2 separate regions of the Pan troglodytes genome follow, and region 2 is linked to region 1. Evidence: chromatin contacts called from public HiChIP or PLAC-seq data. All regions are on one chromosome and are shown on one strand. Each heading gives the region's core, a stretch centred on a gene start, on an enhancer-like site or on the middle of the called end of the contact. The rest is flanking DNA. Distances are from core to core; before and after follow the strand shown. Region 1 holds the start of TFRC (transferrin receptor). Region 2 holds the start of RNF168 (ring finger protein 168).

Evidence for each region. HiChIP or PLAC-seq counts read pairs in DNA pulled down with a chosen protein or histone mark.
Region 2: a contact with region 1 is called in an H3K4me3 HiChIP or PLAC-seq map of stem cell-derived excitatory neurons, with 4 times the contacts expected there. The contact joins the promoter of RNF168 here to the promoter of TFRC in region 1. A contact is called at or near these places in 2 of 7 Hi-C or Micro-C datasets (induced pluripotent stem cells and stem cell-derived neural progenitor cells) and 1 of 1 datasets of contacts at active chromatin or transcription factors (stem cell-derived excitatory neurons).

Annotation. Positions count from the first base shown.
Region 1 is chr2:199,212,182-199,219,116 of NHGRI_mPanTro3-v2.0_pri, reverse strand. TFRC (transferrin receptor) reads left to right here and starts at 4,018. Exons shown (of 19, transcript XM_063806476.1): 1 at 4,018-4,132.
Region 2 is chr2:199,650,090-199,657,150 of NHGRI_mPanTro3-v2.0_pri, reverse strand. RNF168 (ring finger protein 168) reads left to right here and starts at 3,529. Exons shown (of 6, transcript NM_001328306.1): 1 at 3,529-4,374. The coding sequence starts at 4,074. SMCO1 (single-pass membrane protein with coiled-coil domains 1) reads left to right here. Exons shown (of 3, transcript XM_003310195.5): 3 at 1-392.

The DNA.
Region 1 (6,935 bases), core at 2,769-5,268:
ACTGCAACCTCCGCCTCCCAGGTTCAAACGATTCTCCTGCCTCAGCCTCCTAAGTAGCTGAGATTATGGGCACACACAACCACGCCTGGCTAATTTTTGTATTTTTAGTAGAGACAGTGTCTTGTCATGTTGGCCAGGCTGGTCTCGAACTCCTGACCTCAAGTGATCCTCCCGCCTCTGCCTCCCAAAGTGCTGGGATTACAGGCGTGAGCCTCCATGCCCTGCCAGCTGGGGCTCTTTCACTAGGTAAGTGGCTTATCTGGTTTGCTTTTCCTGCCAGTTCTCTCTCACCAAAAAGCAAGACTTCTGCTTTCATCTCTTGGTGAAGAAAAAAGAGAGGGAGGCAGAATTTTGCCGTTAATCATCCTGCACTGTTGTTTCCAGCAGTAATTCCCCTGAATTAGCTGTCAGACATCTCCTTAGGAATTTTAACACACACCACAGGCTCCTTCTCACTACAGAGCCTTCAGGTGGCGGTTCTCCTCTGCTGAAATGCCTTCATCCTTCCTCTTCATGAGCCCACATCCATCCCAGTCTGCAGACATCTTCCACGTCACGTTCCTACCTGACCCCACTCCGCCCCACGAGGACTCTGATTCAACCATGCTGACCAACAGTCTATGATGTGCCAGTCATTGCTTTTAGGGTCTTCTAGACCCTAAAAGAGGTATTTTTGGAATGAGGTATTTTTATTCCCATTTTATTTTTTGAGAAGGAGTCTTGCTGTGTCTCTCAGCCTGGAGTGCAGTGGCACAATCTCAGCTCACTGCACCCTCTGCCTCCCAGGTTCAAGCGATTCTCCTGCCTCAGCCTACTGAGTAGCTGGGATTACAGGTGCCTGCCACCACACCCGGCTAATTTTCGTATTTTCAGTAGAGATGGGGTTTCACCACGTTGGTTAGGCTGGTCTCGAACTCTTGACCTCAAATGATACGCCCGCCTCAGCCTCCCAAAGTGCTGAGATTAGAAGTGTGAGCCACCGTGCCCAGCCTTTATTCCCATTTTAGAGCTGGTACAACCCAGGCTCAGGAAAGTTGAGAACTCCAGCTTCTTGGCCCTCCAGGCTTTGTGCTCTTTTCTTTTCCCCACAGCTCATGGTATCTTTTTCCTTGCCAACCTCCTTCCCTTTATGAAACTTCTAGTATTTCTGTGTACGATGCAGAAGAACTGCAAGAGTTTTAGTTCCAGGATGAGGTAAGCCTCATGGAATAGTTTGTGGAGGGTTGGAAATTAAATAATTTCCAATAATAATTTCGAATAATTAGGCCAGGCTCGGTGGCTCACGCCTGTAATCCCAGCACTTTGGGAGGCCAAGGCAGGCAGATCATGAGGGCAGGAGTTCACGACCAGCCTGGCCAACATGGAGAAACCCCGTCTCTATTAAAAATACAAAAAATTAGCCGTGCGTGGTGGCACGTGCCTGTAATCCCAGCTACTCGGGAGGCTGAGGCAGGAGAATCGCTTGAACCCAGGTGGAGGTTGCATTGAGCCGAGATGGCGCCACTGCACTCCAGCCTGGGTGACAGAGTAAGACTGTTTAAAAATAAATAAATAAATAGTAAAAGTGTTAATAAGTGGACTTTAATTGCAGTGTCTATTAATACTAATAACAGCATAAAAATAAAAATATAATTGATAGCCTCTTTAGTGTCACGTTTATGGTTTTATTTTAGTGAATATAAATTTTTGAGATTTGAATTTTCATGTCCAAATGGTCCTGGCCTCTAAATGTCTCCTAAACATATTTTTCTTTCTTTTCTTTCTTTCTTTTTTTTTTTGAGACAGAGTCTTGCTCTGTTGCCCAGGCTGGAGGGCAGTGGTGTGATCTCAGCTCACTGCAGCCACCCCCCTCCCGGGTTCAAACGATTCTCCTGCCTCAGCCTCTGAAGTAGCTGGGACTACAGGTGTGCGCCACCACGCCAGACTAAATTTTGTATTTTTAGTTGTGATGGGGTTTTATCATGCTGGCCAGGCTGGTCTTGAACTCCTGACCTCAGAAGATCCACCTGCCTCAGTCTCCCAAAGTGTTGGGATTACAGGGATTAGCCATCGCATCTGGCCGCCTAAACCTATGTCCTCCATGAGGCTATAAGATTTTCACCTGCAAATACCAGCATTGTTTGTTTCTTTTTAAAAGATACTTCAGTCAAGGAAAGGCAGAAAGCCAGGCATGTTAGCTCATGCCTGTAATCCCAGCACTTTGGGAGACCGGAGGCAGGAGGATTGTTTGAGCCCAGGAGTTCAAGACTAGTCTGGGCTACATAGCAAACCCTGCGTCAAATTAAAAATAAAAAATAAATAGGCTGGGCATGGTGGCTCATGCCTGTTATCCCAACATTTTAGGAGGCCAAGGTGGGCAGATCACCTGAGGTCAGGAATTCGAGACAAGCCTGGCCAACATGATTAAATCCCGTCACTCCTCAAAATACAAAAATTAGCCTGGCATGGTGGCACACACCTGTAGTCCCAGCTACTTGGGAGGCTGAGGCAGGAGAATCGCTTGAATCCGGAGGCAGAGGTTGCAGTGAGCCCGAGATCATGCCACTGTACTCCAGCCAGGGTGACAGAGCAAGACACTGTCTTAAAAATAATAATAATAAAAATAAATAAAATTAATAATTAAAGAAATAAAGAAGGAACACCACAGGGGAGCAGGCCTGGTGTCTGAATGTTAAGGTAGGCCCTCTGTGGATGTGCATCCTTAACCTTTTCCTGATTAGATCATTAAAGGTGCAGCAATGCTCCTGCTCATATGACTTTTTTTTTTTTTTTTTTGAGATGGAATCTTGCTCTGTCGCCCAGGTTGGAGTGCAATGGCACGATCTTGGCTCACTGCAACCTCCGCCTCTTGGGTTCAAGCGATTCTTCTGCCTCAGCCTCCTGAGTAGCTGGGATTACAGGCGCGTGCCACTATGCCTGGCTAATTTTTTTTGAAAATTTTTTAGTAGAGATGGGGTTTCACCATATTGGTCAGGCTGGTCTCGAACTCCAGACCTCGTGATCCGCTCACCTCGGCCTCCCGAAGTGTTAGGATTGCAGGCGTGAGCCACCGCGCCTGGCAACTCATATGACTTTTAAACACTTCTCTTTGGGGAGAGAGATTTTAGAGAATGGGAGTAAAGAGAAAGGCGGTGAGAATCCCAAGTACTTTCTCTATCTTAGAGCAGAAAAAATAAAGGGAAGAGTAAAAGCCCAAGGCCCAGAAACGGATTTGCTTCTTAAAGGGCTGTTCTGTGTCCCTACGGGCCTGAAGGTCAGTTTATGTGCAATGCTTTTTAAGGTATGGGTTGCTTTCTTGCATTGTAGCTACTACCTCCCTGGCCTGCTGGTTACTGACCAGAGGGAGGGAGAGGGTGTGATTGTTTGGAAAGAGTTTAAACAGTGACAAGAATTGAATTTTATTTATTTGTTATTCATTGCACAATCCAATAACAGCGATGGCAATGAAAACGAAAGTTAATCTACAATCCTATCACCCTATTAAGTCACTTGTTTCTATTTTCCCTTTTATTCCCTCATGCATTAAACATTACGCAAAGCACTCCGCTAGTCTTGGTTAAAGTGCAGCTTGTATACACTCTGAATAAAAATTTGCATTTTGCTTTTCTTTTCCTTTTTGTATTTCTGAGGCTGCAAAATACATCTTCACAAGAGTGGCTTTAATAGTTACCTAACATTCCATCCTGCACGTACACTTCAAGGCACTGCCGCAGTGCAATATCCAACATTTAAGCGTCAACGTCAACAGATTGGACCTAGCACTGCAGGGACTGGAGGTTGGTCAAGGTCAGGCGGAGGCTGCCAGGCTACCAGGGTGGAGGAAGGCGCCGAGGCAGAGGCCAGTGCGCCCATCGCGCGGCTCCTCGGGGCACCTGCTGCCTTGGCGCCTTTTCCCTTGGCCTTCGCCTCGCCCGCAGCGCCCTCCGCAGACGGCCCCGCCCGCTGCGCGCGCATCCCCGCCCCCCGGGCGATCTGTCAGAGCACCTCGCGGAGCGTACGTGCCTCAGGAAGTGACGCACAGCCCCCCTGGGGGCCGGGGGCGGGGCCAGGCTATAAACCGCCGGTTAGGGGCCGCCATCCCCTCAGAGCGTCGGGATATCGGGTGGCGGCTCGGGACGGAAGACGCGCTAGTGTGAGTGACTGCGGGCTTCTAGAACTACACCGACCCTCGTGTCCTCCCTTCATCCTGCGGGGCTGGCTGGAGCGGCCGCTCCGGTGCTGTCCAGCAGCCATAGGGAGCCGCACGGGGAGCGGGAAAGCGGTCGCGGCCCCAGGCGGGGCGGCCGGGATGGAGCGGGGCCGCGAGCCTGTGGGGAAGGGGCTGTGGCGGCGCCTCGAGCGGCTGCAGGTACACGGGGTCGGGCGGCTGTGCGCAGAGGCGTCCCTGCGCCTCTCGTCCCTTCGCCTCTCGTCCCTTCGCCTCTCGTCCCTTCGCCTCTCGTCCCTTCCCTTCTCTCTGCCTTCTTGCCCGCCTCCTCGGTCACAGAGCGACGAATGACGAGACCAGGTGTACCCCCACTGTCGCTCTCAGCCCCGGGGACTTCGGGTCCTCGCCCTTGAAGGCTGCAGGCCCTAGTGCGCCGGCTCCGAGCTGCGGGTCCGGGAGCGCGGGCGCAGCCAAGGTGCAGCTGCGCGGCGTGCGGCGCCGGGGGAACACGTGGCTGCTCCAGGAAGTCGCCCCAGGGAACGGCTGGGATTCGTGGGTGACCTTGGGCTCCTAAACCTTCGGTTCCCCGGGCTCCGGGCGGGCCCCGTTCTCACTGCGGAAAGGGACAAAGCTGTCCCCGATTCGGTTACTAGCGTGTTACAGGCATTAAGTAGATACGGGTTTCTGTAAACTTACCCTTCGGCTCTGGTACAACCTGATCTTGCCATGCTCTGCCTGTTCGCCTTGTGTGTGGATTCTGTTGTCTCAAGGCAGAATCCGACTGAACGCCGCAGGTGTTCACATTAAGAATATTGCTAGCAGTTCTCACTACAAGACGGGAGCCATAGGAGTGACTTATTTGTGAAAGATACTTGGAGATTAGCGGTGTGGTCAGAGGGCTGTGCTGGATTGATGGGCGCCGGAGAGGCCGATTGTGTCACATTCTGCTGGACAGTTCTTTTAAGGTTGGGAGGGTGGGTAAGAAAATACATTCTGATTCGGCTCTTTTCGGATAACGCTTTCCCTCTGCTTACTGCTTGTAGAGACCTCACTTACCCGGGGGACTGGATTCTGCAGCTTTTTCCATTTTCTTCCCCGTTGATAAGAGGATTAAAGTAGGAAATTGTATTTGGCTACCCCATGCTTATATGCTAAGCTTACTGTGAAAATTAAGGTTAGGCTGTCTAGAGTACTTGTGGACCCTGCTGGTTCCCCCCGCCCCCCGGCCCTGAATTTTGGGTTACAATATGCTTCTCAAGAAAACTCAGAGTTAAGATAATTTTTGTCATCGATTTTGCAAGGTTATATATAGCATAGCATCCTTCAATTTCCTTTGGATGTTCTTATCAAGTAATGGTGGCTGTAAACCTAGCCTGTGTTGAAGATTGTTAGATAGACAGCAGTTTGGCTAACTCTGCCCTAAGGCGAGGCAGTTACTTGCCTCTGATAATGTATTTAAATGTCATGGAGCAAGATTCCCAGCTAAACCTGAATCGATCACAATGCTAGTTAAAAATGACCCTCGGCTGGGCGCATTGGCTCCCGCCTGTAATCCCAGCACTTTGGGAGGCCAAGGCAGGCGGATCACCTAAGGTCGGGAGTTCGAGTCCAGTCTGACTAACATGGTGAAATCCTGTCTCTACTAAAAACACAAAAATTAGCCGGGTATGGTGGCTCACGTCTGTAATTCCAGCACTTTGGGAGGCCGAGGCAGGTGGATCACTTGTGGTGAGGAGTGCGAGACCAGCCTGGCCAACATGGTGAAACCCCGTCTCTACGAAAAATACAAAAATTAGCTGGGCGTGGTGGTGCACACCTGTAATCCCAGCCACTCAGGAGGCTGAGGCTCGAGAGTCGCTTTAACCTGGGAGGCAGAGGTTGTAGTGAGCTGAGATCGTGCTACTGCACTCCAGCCTGCGCGACAGCGAGATGCCATCTCAAAAACAACAACAAAAAAACTCCCTACTAAACCAGAAGAGTGATGGGGATGGGAAAAGATTCCTGGTCCAATGTTTTCATTATATTTTTCATATCATTTGGAATCTCATGCATCAGGCATGCCCCAGTACTGTTAAAGACAATATTTTTACTCATTATCAGGTAGTTCAATACCAGTTATTACAGGATAGGGAAGTCAGTCAGAGAAGGCTTCATAGAGATGAAGCCTTGAGCTGAACCTGGAAGAAATGAGGAGGACCTCAAGGAACAGAGAAGAATGTTGGTGGGTAAAAACAGGGGCTGGATTCTGTCTGATTTTGGAGAAAATAGAGGGTAGTGAAGTTGTTAGGCAGTGAATGTGTTCCATTTCATGGTTCAAAACGTGGGGCTACGTTTTGCCTACCTGAGCTTCATTATTAATGTGAGAAATTGAATTGTTGTTTTCAGTCACCATTGAGAACACCAAAGATAACACAAGTAGCTTAGATTATTATTTATTTATTTATTTTTGACAGAGTTTCACGCTTGTTGCCCAGGCTGTAGTGCAATGGTGTGATCTCGGCTCCCCGCAACCTCCACCTCCCCCAGGTTCAAGTGATTCTCCTGCCTCAGCCTCCCCAGTAGCTGGGATTACAGGCATGCACCACCATGCCCGGCTAATTTTGTATTTTTTTAGTAGAGATGGGATTTCTCCATGTTGGTCAGGCTAGTCTCAAACTCTCAACCTCAGGTGATCTGCTCGCCTCGGCCTCCCAAAGTGTTGCTGGGATTACAGGTGTGAGCCACCATGCCCGGCCATCGCTTTGTGTTCTTAAAATTAATTTAAAACAAGAAAACTTGAGGAATGATG
Region 2 (7,061 bases), core at 2,280-4,779, 440 kb before region 1:
CTAGGCAGACAGGGAGGGGTCCCTGGTGAAACTCAACCTTCAAGCCAAGGACAGTCTAAAGCCTGAAAACCAAGCTATGAGTTCTGGATAAATCCATGAGCCAGACTGAGAGCTCCCATTGTCGTCTGGCACCCTCTCTCCTGATTGGTCCTTACCCTTCACCTATTTTATACATACCTACCCTTCCGCGATTGGTCCTCTACACTATCGTGCCTATTTCTGAATGGTGCTTTGTCAAGCATAGCCACAGACCAATCAGCATGCACTTGCCCATTTCTAGCCCACAAAAACCCATAGACTCAGGCTCGTGGCCAGCAACCCACCTTCGGGTCCCCTCTCACTGTCAAGAGCCATTCTGTCACTCAATAAATTCTACTCTGCCTTACTCACTCTCCAGTGTCCGTGTACCTCATTCTTCTCAGTCATGGGACAACAACTCAGAACTCATCAAATTCGGGAGTAAGAGCTGTAACAATAGTGAGACCTCATCTCTATTTTCATAAATTAAAACAAAAACACCTAAAATATACATCATGAGATCCTATAAATTGTATCTTAATGTGTATTTGTTCTCTAATGAAGTACCATAGTTATTTATACCAGAAAGGAGATTCTTACATCTTGACCATTTATTTATAATATTTATCGAATACCAAATGCCATGTACTAGGTACTGTGGATAACAGAAACGTTAAAAATGTGGATCCTGCCCTCGAGGTAAAGATTAAGTGCCGATGCTTTATTTGGGAGGTACAAATTCAGGACAGCCAGAGTGAAGAAAGCTGGAAGGAAGTTAGGTAGAGAAGGATGTGAAGTAATACATGGTGATGTGTTACCTTGCTGTCCCCTCCTTGAAAATGAGCCACAAGAGACACAGCAGCTTTTTCAGCAGGCACACTCCCTCAGTCTTGCCTGTCTCCAGACACACTGGAGAAACCATCCTTGGAAGGAAGAAGAAAAGGGAATTTAAGTATTGTGCTCGCTCAGTCCACTGGTTTCAATTGGTGAAAGTTACTCCATGGGGAGTGACCCCCCCACCCTCCCAGCATGCATTACCCAGGCCCTAGCAGCCTCTGAGAAGTCAGCTCCTGCATTGTTCAGAAGTGGCAGGAGAAGCCAGAGATTCTGGAAATGCGACTGGTGAGCCCCAAAAAGAGCAAGTGATTATGGGTACAGAAAGCAAACAAGGTGAAGGAAATCTGAGGAAGTACATGAAATATATCCATTACACCAGACATAAGCACCTGAAGATAGAAATCAAAATACAGGAGTTCAATAGTAAAACTGCAATAAAAATCAGTATCACTGGGCAATATATGACTGGGTGAGTTTAGAAAAGGGGCATTACTGGTGGTGGGGAGTGCATTAAATTGCACATAAAAGTGCACTCTGGAAGAAGTGAATTAATTTTTTTTTTTTTTCGAGACGGAGTCTTGCTCTGTCAACCCAGGCTGGAGTGCAGTGGTGCAATCTGGCCTCACTGCAACCTCTGCCTCCCAGGTTCAAGCAATTCTTCTGCCTCAGCCTCCTGACTAGCTGGGATTACAGGCACCTGCCACCACGCCCAGCTAATTTTTGTATTTTTAGTAGAGACTGAGTTTCAACATGTTGGTCAGGCTGGTCTCGAACTCCTGACCTTGTGATCCGCCCTCCTTGGCCTCCCAAAGTGCTGGGATTATAGGCATGAGCCACCGTGCCTGGCCCAACTGCATTAAATTGGTGTTTGAAGTAGGCACAGCCACAAAGCAACCCATTTAGGATGAACCGAGAAAGCAATGTCATGAAAGCAAAACGTTTGGATGACAGAGAATAAATCATAGTTGCATGTTTAAAAGAATAATGGGAGATTCGATGGGAAAAGCAGGTTGTGGACATATTAGGAAGCCTGAAGGCTGGGTGCAGTGGCTCACGCCCGTAATCCCAGCACTTTGGAAGGCCAAGGCGGGTGGATCACCTGAGGTCAGGAGTTCGAGACCAGCATGGCCAACATGGTGAAACCCCATCTCTACTAAGAATACAAAAATTTGCCAGGCGTGGTATTACAATGCACGTGGTATTACAAGGCACGCGCCTGTAATTGCAGCTACTCGGGAGGCTGAGGCATGAGAATCGCTTGAACCCAGGAGGTGGAGGTTGCAGTAAGCTGAGATCACACCACTGCACTCCAACCTGGGCGACAGAATGAGGAGCCATCTCAAAAAAACAAACGAACGAACATAAAGCAAGCCTGAAATTCCAAGCTAAGGTACTGATACTGTAGACAACCAGATGACAGTCCCAGGCTTCTTTTTTTTTCTTTTTTTTGAGACAGGGTCTTGCTCTGTCACCCAGGCTGGGGTGCAGTGGTACGATCACTGTTCACTGCAGCCTTGACCTCCTGGGCTCAAGTGATCCTCCCACCTCAGCCACCAGAGTAGCTGAGAGTACAAGTGTGAGCCAGCACACCGAGTTAATTTTTTTTATTTTTTGTAGAGACAGGGTCTCACTATGCTGCCCAGGCTGGACGTGAACTCCTGGGCTCCAGAGATCTTCCCGCCTTGGCCTTCCAAAGTGCTGGGACTACAGGTGTGAGCTATCACAGACAATAACAGGCTTCTGAACCCACATTGAAATGAAAGTTCCCAAAGACTTCTACCAAGGACCTATGTCTCCTCGTTCTCAACCTGGAAACCATCCCCTACCCAGCCTGAATGCTCGCAGCAGCCTCAAAACAACTTAAAGGCTGCTTTCACGCACAGTGATTTTCTTTTCTCTTCCTTCACACTGATTGATTCCCTTAAAAAATGCAGGTCCGGAGCTGGCTATGGAGTTGCAAGCTCTAGACCCAGCTACTCCAGAGGCTGAGGCGAAAGAACCCCTGGAACCCTGGAGTTGTAGTCCAGCCTGGATAAAGCAGTGAGACCCCGATTCTTTTATCTATTTATTTATTTGTATTTTTTGAGGTGGAATTTTGCTCTGTCCCCCAGGCTGGAGTGCAGTGGCACAATCTCGGCTCACTGCAGCCTCTGCCTCCCAGGTTTAGCGATTCTCCTGTCTCAGCCTCCTGAGTAGCTGGAATTGCAGGCGCTTGTCACAATGCCCAGCTAATTTTTGTATTTTTAGTAAGGACGGGGGTTTCACCATGTTGGCCAGGCTGGTCTTGAACTCCTGACCTCAGGTGATCCGCCCGCCTCGGCCTCCCGAAGTGCTGGGATTACAGGCGTGAGCCACCGCGCCCGGCCTTGTTTGGCTGTTGATTTTGTTTTGAGGTTTCCCTTTTTCTACCCAGAAACCAAGAAACCAGGGGTGTCTGAGGCCTCGCAGAAATCTCAGGGAAAGGTCAGGCTCCACCCAGGCTGCACTAGGAGGGGCTGCGACGCCAGGGCGGGACCGTCTCCGGCTGGGAGGGAGGGCGGGCGGCGCGCAGACCCCGGAAGTCCCGCCCCGGGAGCGTTCGCCCTTGGGCAGTTTTCTGGGTGGGAAGTGCGATTTTGGCGGGCGGTTGTGACGTTGCTAGCGCTTGTCCGGTGGCTGCTGCGCTGCCGCAACGAATAGGGTTTCTGGCTGCGTAGGAGGGACGGGGGCGCGGAGCTCTGGGAAACTGCGCCAGGCGCCCGAAAGGTGAACACGGGAGTCGCGCGTCTCCCCCGCAGCAGCGGTAAAGCGGAAGTTATGCTGCAGCCGGAGCCGCGTCCCGGGGCCCGGCTGCCCCGAGCTGAGCGGAGCATCCTTTCCGGGTGAGGGGAGGAGGGGACTTGGCGCGTTCCCCTCGCTGCACCGGGAGCCGCAGCCGCGGTGTTCAGGCCGCGGAGCAGCCAGGCTCCTCCGCCGAAAACCTGCATTTATTTGCCTGCGGGACGTTTGCCTTGAAAATGGACAAAGACGCCGCCCTCCGGGGTATTCCTGTTTGCCTGACCCTGAGAGCGCCTTTTTGCTTCAAGACGTGTGGGATGCTCCTGTTCTCCGAATTCTGATACGCTTCTGGGCATAATATTGAAACACAAAACTGCTTTTGCTCTCTCTGTGGTTGGCCGAAAATAGGATTCTTTTTCGTGCAGGTGTCGTTGTTTAGTCGGCTTTATTAACACATTGAAATGGCTCTACCCAAAGACGCCATCCCGTCGCTGTCCGAGTGCCAGTGCGGGATCTGCATGGAAATCCTCGTCGAGCCCGTCACCCTCCCGTGTAACCACACGCTGTGCAAACCGTGCTTCCAGTCGACCGTCGAAAAGGCGAGTTTATGCTGTCCCTTCTGTCGCCGCCGGGTATCGTCGTGGACTCGGTACCACACCCGAAGAAATTCTCTCGTCAACGTGGAACTGTGGAAGATAATTCAAAAACACTATCCCAGGGAGTGCAAGCTTAGAGCGTCTGGCCAAGAATCAGAGGAAGTGGGTGAGTAAACCGTGGCGCGTTTCTTGGCCAAAAGCCGCAAAGCTTTGAAAAGGTGAATCATCACTTTTCCATTTAAAAAGTAAAAACAAACCAAAAAACCCGACTAGTATTTGTCTAAATAGTTCTCAGAGGTTAGGGGGTTTATGGGTCCCCAAATGTCGATGGATTAGAAAGTCAAGGGCAAGATTTTGCCCATTGTCAAAATGCCCGCGCTGTGTTCGATTGGTGTTTGTTGTGTTAAAAATTAAAGAATTGCCCGTCTAGAGGCTTCTTTTCTTTTTTTTTTTTTTTTTGAGACAGGATCTCGCTCCGTCCTCCAGGCTGGAGTGCAGTGGCGCGATCTCGGCTCCCTGCAACCTCCGCCTCCCGGTTTCAAGCGATTCTCCTGCCTCAGCCTCCCGAGTAGCTGGGGTGACACGCGTGCACCATCACGCCCGGGGAATTTTTCTGTTTTTTAGTAGAGACGGGATTTCACCATGTTGGCCAGGCTGATCTCAAACTCCTGACCCCGAGGGATCCGCCCGCCTCGGCCTGCCCAAATGCTGGGATTACAGGCTTGAGCCACCGCGCCCGGCCTCTGATTTACTTATCTGTACATCTCCATTCATTTAATTCTTTATTCTCCTAATCATGCGACGAGGCTAAAATCGCTTTTTTGTCACTCAACCCTGCACCCGGTAGACTCAGGAGCCCCAAACCGAACCCTTGACTCTTTCCTCCACTAATGTGAGCCATAAGCCGGGCGGTGGTTCCTGTCTGGGCTTAGGATATGGTGTCTCCGTTCTCTCGTGGACAGGTCTTTTTTCTTTTTTTTTCCTAATTTTTTTTGGTCACAGTTATATGTGTACCTGCCTTTTAAAGATACGTTTATTTTATTGTAAAAAAATGCCATTTTAAACATTTTTAAACAATAGTTAAAAGAAAAAGCTTTATTGAAATGCTCGCGGAGCATACAGTTCACCTGCTGAAAGTGTGCGGTTGGCGGGGAGCGATGGCTCACAGCTGGATCCCAGCGCTTTGGGAGGCGGCGGTGGGAGGATCTCTTGAACCCAGGAGTTGAGGCCGGTCTGGGTAACATAAATTCAGTAAAATGTTTAAAAGTGTGCAATTTAATGGTTTTTGGTGTATTGCGTTATTTTAAAAATATTGTCCAAAATGTATATAACAAACTGACATTTTAACCATTTTTAAGTACAATTCAATAGCATTAATTACATTCACAATGTAACCGTCACCACTGTTTCCAAAACTTTTTCATCACCCCAGATAAACTCTAACCGTGAGACACTGACTCCCCATTTCACCTTTCCCCCCCAGCCTCGGCACCTTCTATTCCACTTTCTGTCTCTATGAATCTGGCCATTCTAGGTATTTCATAGAAGTGACTCATGCAATATAGGATCTTGTGTGTCTAGCTTATTTCACTTAGCGTGTTTCTGAGGTTCATGTACAGTGTGGCATGGATCAGTACTTCATTTTTCGGGCTGAATAATAATTTGTTTTACGGATATACTTGTTACATTTTGTTTATCCATTGGCTGGACATTGGTTTTTTTCACCTTTTCGTTATTTGAATACTGGCGATACGAACATTTATGTACCAGTATGTGTTTGAATTCCTGTGTTCAGTTCTTTTGTCTATGTATCTACGAGTGGAATTGCTGGATCCTATGGTAATTCTGTGTTTAGCTTTTTGAGGAACTGCCACATTGATTTCTACAGTGGCTGTACCATTTTACATTTCCATTGGCAGAGTACGAAGTTTCCAGTTTCTTCACTTCCTCACCAACACTTGTTATTTTCCGTGCCATGCTAGTACATGTGAACTGGTATCTTAACTCTGTGTGTCAAAAAATTGCGGGGCCGGGCGCGGTGGCTCACGCCTGTAATCCCGGCACTTTGGGAGGCCGAGGCGGGCGGATCACGAGGTCAGGAGATCGAGACCATCCTGGCTAACACGGTGAAACCCCGTCTGTACTAAAAATACAAAAAATTAGCCGGGCATGTTGGCACGCGCCTGTTGTCCCAGCTACTCGGAAGGCTGAGGCAGGAGAATGGCATGAACCCGGGAGACAGAGCTTGCAATGAGCCAAGATCGCGCCACTGCGCTCCAGCCTGGGCAACAGAGCGAGACTCCGTTTCAAAAAAAAAAAAAATTGTGGTAAAATATAACAAGATTACCATTTTAACCACTTAAAAATGTTTTTGACTAGAAAGAAGGGAGGAAAATTTTAACCGTTTGTAATTGTATGGTTCAGTGGCATCGCTTCCGTTCCCACTGCTGTGCATCCGTCACCACCGTCCATCTCCAGAACTTTTTAATCCTCCCAAACTGAATTTCCATACCCTTGAAGCTCACCATTCCTCCCTCCCACTATCCCCTGGCAACCACCGTTCTCCTTTCCATTTCTGTGAACCCGACTGCTTCTAGGTACCTCCTATAAGTGGAATTTTCATAGGTTTTGTCCTTTTGTGTCTGGCCTGTTTTACCTAGCGTAATGTTTTCCAGGTTCATCCATACTGCATGTGACAGGATTCCCTTCTTTTCGAGGCTGAATAATGTTCCAGTGTATGTATATGCTACATTAAAAGAAATCTGTTCATCTGTCAGTGGACACTTGGCTTGCTTCCACCTCTTGGCTATTAGAAATAATGCTGGTGTGAACTTGGGTGTACAAATGTCTGTT